Regions from separate parts of the Mus musculus genome. Here region 1 is linked to region 2. The links are chromatin contacts, called in public Hi-C maps. All regions are on one chromosome and are shown on one strand. The core of a region is the stretch at or near the end of the contact, and the rest is flanking DNA. Distances in the headings are between cores, read along the strand shown.

The links. Hi-C and Micro-C count contacts between places; a contact is called where the count stands out from the background.
Region 1: a contact with region 2 is called in a Hi-C map of rod photoreceptor, with 1.5 times the contacts expected there. The contact joins two enhancer-like sites. A contact is called at or near these places in 1 of 484 Hi-C or Micro-C datasets (rod photoreceptor) and 1 of 9 other capture datasets (embryonic stem cells).

What each region holds. Positions count from the first base shown.
Region 1 is chr10:120,025,235-120,027,934 of GRCm38.p6, forward strand. All of the region lies in intron 15 of Grip1 (glutamate receptor interacting protein 1), which reads left to right. Among named protein-coding and RNA genes, the nearest start is that of Helb, 86 kb to the right of the region's middle. Within about 2 kb of position 1,382, at least 30 of the 459 cell types and tissues checked have an H3K27ac peak or open chromatin away from gene starts, as enhancers often do. A contact at or near this core is called in rod photoreceptor, where this site is marked.
Region 2 is chr10:119,917,408-119,920,107 of GRCm38.p6, forward strand. The region is part of intron 2 of Grip1 (glutamate receptor interacting protein 1); the gene reads left to right. Among named protein-coding and RNA genes, the nearest start is that of Grip1os1, 66 kb to the left of the region's middle. Within about 2 kb of position 1,279, at least 6 of the 459 cell types and tissues checked have an H3K27ac peak or open chromatin away from gene starts, as enhancers often do. A contact at or near this core is called in rod photoreceptor, where this site is marked.

The DNA.
Region 1 (2,700 bases), core at 132-2,631, 110 kb after region 2:
AATTGGTTGATAAAAGGCTAGAGCCTGTGATTGGACAGTAGAGAGAGAAAGGCGAGACTAGAGGATTGAATGATGGGGTTCAGGAGAGACCACAAAGGAGAAGGAGAAAGAAGACCGAGAGAACAGGAGGTCTCCATTAGTCAGATGGACCAGGAGCGTTTCACCTAGAGAAGTGCTCGCTGAGCACAGACTGGGGGAGCAAAAACAGCTCAGACAGCAAGAGCCTCAAACAGAGAACAAGGGAAGTTTTTTTTTTTCCATCCTGTAAGAAGGGCGTGGTAGAAAAGAGGCATTTCCATCATGGAGGTAGGAGTATGTGGCCCAAGCTACAACCTCATGGTAGACAGGTAACAGAAAGGCCATCGGACACGGTACAGCTTCCAACAGCACGCCCCAGGAACCTACTTCCTCTAGTCCAGTTCTCCATCCTACACTTCCCAGAACCTCTCAGAACAGCTCCGCCAGCTGGAACCTCCTGGGCCAGAGGAAGGTATTTTATATTCAGACCACAGCGTGAATAAACGACTTTTTTTCTAAATTTTTTATTTTACAACTGTAGCCAGAATACGAAATATGAAATAAATACAGGGCCTAGGGGAACAGCAACAACAAAGGCGTCCATTGTTTGAGGACACTCCATGGCATCCCTTTGTATATTTTGCAGCAGAAGACAGAGAGAGAAAGTAACCAATAAATTGGTTTAGTAAAGATCATGTACGTCTCACATACGAAACACTTAACATTTTAATCTCATCCAAACGGCATTACACCATTTTTCCTGGTGCTGGGAAATAGCGAGGAAGCAAGAAGGTAGAGTCCAAGGGTCCCCCTCATGGACACGCCTTTAAGGACCTAACTTCCTGTCTTTGGGCCCTAGCTTCTAAAGGTCCCGTCATGTTCTATCGGTGACACAAGACTAGTAACCAGTTAAGACTAGTAGACCTTAATGTCTTTAAGGACATTTAGAATCATAACACCAATCAATAAAAAAAAAAAAAAATGCCAGTGTTCTAGAATCTTCTCATGCCTAACTCAGAATAGGTCTAGAGGTGACAGTCACGCCAAGTCATATGTTTAACGTTTCTATTCCCAGTTTAAAAAAAAAAAAAAAACAACCTAGCTACATTCTTACATTTGTTGATAGTGCTGGGAATGATTATATACAAATATATTTTGTACCCAGCATTTTGAATGCACAACAAGCCTGTATTCATTATCTCTCAAGCACTGGTTTTTCTATGCCAAGTTTGCTTCCGCTGCACTTGCTTTGGGGAATTTATTTCACGAAAGGGCTAAAGCCTCCGGCATCGACCGGGCTCTGTCCTAAGGAAGAGGCAAAGCCCGGTGGAAAAACCTACTTAGCCTGATTTGCGCAGCTCAGCAGATCTCAGCTCCCTTCCTTGCAGAGTGAGAAAGCCCACCCGGGGGATGAATATGCATGGTGTACAGAACTGGCAACGCGTCCACTTTCAGAGCCAGCTCTGCAGACAGGTTGGCAGGGCTGACTGACAGAAACAGCAGCTGACTTCTGGAAGAGCTCCACCCTGGTCTCAGAGGCTGATCTCATTTGGCTTATGCCCCACCCCCCTTACATCCACTCCTGTCATCAATCCCTAGGCCTAATATTATGGTATTCATCATGCTGATTAAATATGCTTTTAATTCTTTTAAATCCTGAATCTTTTCATTGGAAAACACCACATGTATACCCCCAAAAGTATGACTATGAATGTTACTGGGAGGGGTATACTTACTCTATCTAACCATGTTTTCTCAGACTGATATATCAAAACAAATACTCAGACATGATTGAATAACAGATATCATTTTTCTATTATTTATTCACTTTATACCCAATCACAGACCCCTCTCTCCCTTCTTCCAGCTACACCCTCCCACCCTCTCCCTCCACTCCCCCTCCCCTTCTTAGCAAATAGGAGCCCCACACCCCTCCTGACCCATCCTACACTGGCACACCAAGTTGAATCAGGACTAAGGGCATCCTTTCCCGCTGAGGCCAGATAAGGCAGCCCAGGTAGGGGAAAGGGATCCAAAGGCAGGCAACAAAGTCTGAGCCAGAGGCATCCCCTGCTCCAGTTGCTAGGGAACCCACATGAAGGCCAAGCCGCACAACAAATAACTATTTAAAAATGATCGTCTGGTTATCAGTTCGAAAGAATTGGCACATTCCTACAATTCTCTTCCCTCCTAAGATTGAATGATGATTTGAGGACTGGGGAGATGGCTCAGGAACTCTAAAAACCCTTACACATGCCAGGTGGATGCGGGAGCCCACTGTAACTCTCCCCACCCATGGTGGACATAGTGTCTCTCCAGGCCAAGCTGGTGATCAAGATTAGCCACTTCACAGGGCTCTGGGTTTCACTAAGAGAGCAGCTGAAGGTGTTTCCTGACACCAGCCTTGGACCTCCACATGCATGAGGGCAGGCATGCACATATATGTATGCCCCCACACATTGAACATATAAAATCATGCAACTATTCATAGATGCATACGGCACACACAACTCATGAAAAATGGAATAAGAGAATACAGTCTGAGTAAGCAGGTTCTTTTCTGTGCAGATGTTCTTTTCAAAGCAAGATGGGAGGATTCTTCATATTTAAAATGTAGAACTTGGTCACAAATTAGCTCAGAGGGACCCATGTGGTCATAAAGAACACACACTTTAAGATCAG
Region 2 (2,700 bases), core at 29-2,528:
ATGTAAAGATTTGGCAATTGTTTATTCTTGGAATATTCCAAATAATGATAATTTGAATAATGCCATGGCTAATGTATAGTAAACACTTTAAGACAGGTGCTATTGTAAATTGTTCATAAGAACTTTACCACTGAACATTCAAAACACCCTGTGGGACACATATTGTTATTATCTCTATGTTAGAAATGTGAAAAGTACACACACATATACACACATACATGCAGATGCACACATACGCTCACAAGCACACACACACATGCATGCACACTTACACAAACATTCTAACACACAACATATATATTCACTCACACACAAATTCACACACTCATTCATACATACATACATACATACATACTCACAAACACAAATTCACACACATACTCATTCATATACATACATTCACACTGTCTCACACACATTCACAAACATTCTCATATATAATATATACATTCATTCACTCACATACACGTACATTTATAAAGACACACAGACACATACACACACACACACACAAACACACACACACACACACACATACCATCAGAATCAGCCTTGCCAAAAAGGAGTTGATCTGAATACCTCATATATTAAGGGGTTACAGATTTTCACATTTACTTCCACATATTTGGACCCTCCTTCCCTATCTCTTGAAATACTCTGAGAATAAAAACCCACAGCAAGGAATGTGGCTGTCCCTGGCTGTCCCTGTCACTGCTGAGATCTGTCCTGAGCATAACTGTAGTTCATAGGGAGGCTCAAGCTGGCTATTTATATGCTGTACAGTCATTAATCTAATTTACACTGGCTCCCAGAGGATCAGAGAGCTTCTGCTGTAATCCTTCACGTTGCCACACAGCAGTGCATGGTGCCCACAGACCTTCTTCTGCTGGGCTGCGGCGAGAATTGAGGCTGAGTACGTAGCTGTTCATCACGGGAAGCCAGCGTTGATGCCCGCAGCTTCGCCGAACCAAACAATGCTAGGGAGAGCTTGAAATGAGCGCTGGGAAGGGCACCTGTCTATTTCCTGAGAGAGATATGCTTCCTAGTGACCTCATTAAAAGTAATTTACAGAGGAAAACCAACAACATGAGCAATAATTGTCTTTCTAAACACCATACATATACCCATAGTATTGTGGTATGAACTGAAATTCACATTACCAGGGCATTTAAAATACTACTACTAATAATATAACAACAATAGTAGCAATCATCTTTGGCATGGGCGGCCAGTGCCACTGCCAGTGCCACCGCCACCACCGCATAAACTGAGGAAAATAGCTGTCAGCCATTCCTCTGTCTTGTTGCTACTGTGCCATTGGGTTGTAATTCTGTTAGCCACAAGCCAGGGCTTGCTACGAATGTGTCCATTCACTCAGCAGGTGCCTGGACACATCTGCTAATGTAACAGGCACCATTACCCACATGAAGGACTTGGAGGGAACCACAGACAATCGCTGACCCCAGCGTTTCCAAATGTGTGACTGGGAGATTTGATCAGTAGTGTTTCCCATTCTCTGCCCAAGGGTTCGGGTTTGGCTTTTTGTTTTTGTTTCCTTCTCTCTTTTTTCGTCTTTCTTTTAATCTATGCGATTGATTAACCCTGTAGAAGCAAAGCACCTCACCAGCGTCTGTTTGCTGAACATGCTTCCTGTCGCTTTTATTGCTATGCCTTCCGTCTTAATGCTATGCCATAGAAAGAGGGTCTTATGGACCACGATGAGATGGACAAGACAACCCAAGCCAAGGTTAGAGAGACGGCAAGAGGGCGGTGATTAAGAACACTAAGTGGTCTTCCAGAGGATGCAGGTTTAGTTTCCAGAATCCCCATGACAACTCACACTGTGTGAAACTCCTGTCCCATGGTTACTGTCTCCAAACGTTCTCTAGACTCTAGGCATGCATGTAGCACACAGACATCCATGCAGACAAACTATCCATACATATAGAATAAAACTTAAAATATTAAAACTACCTAAAATAAAACTTCCTTCATAATTTCAACATCATGAGTTTCCCTTGTATATACTTGTGCTGGCTTCAGTCACTCACCACTGTAAACTTCCCACTGTTCTCTCAGACCCCTTTCTCAGGTACAGACACCGATATCCAGCAGGCAAACCAATTGGAATCGCTGAAGTCTTCTTTGTCCTCCTCTTCCTCCTACTTCTGAATCCATCTCTAACTCAGGAATTCCTCTTCATTGGTGTTCTCTGGAGTCTGTGGCCTCGGCATAAACATTGAAATGTCTCCATTTCTCACCATGCCTGTGTGGGGCATAGTCATTCTCCTGGAACCAGCTCTGTCTGACTGCGCTGTCGGGGCATTTGCCTAAACTCTAAACCCTCAGCCTCCTTTGAAGTTAGGTGTGAATGGAAAATGAGCTGCTGTCCTTGAAATATGGTGGCTTTCAGGGTATCTCTTCTTACTGCGTCGGCTGGATGCAGTCATGCTGGAATAAATCATCTTGTGGCAGAAGTTTCCAAGCCTCCTCTGTTCATGAAATCCTTGGAGTCTTGGTAATTCCAGATCATTCAAATGAAGTTCCGAAAGTTAGTCTATGGTTAGGTCCAAATAATATAGTGCACATTTTCTCCCATCGACTTATTAATTATCTGAAAAACATAAAACAAAGGCGACCGCACATTCAGGGAACCCTAGTGTTTTGTAAAGGTTTGTGTGTTTGTTAGACATTCTTCAT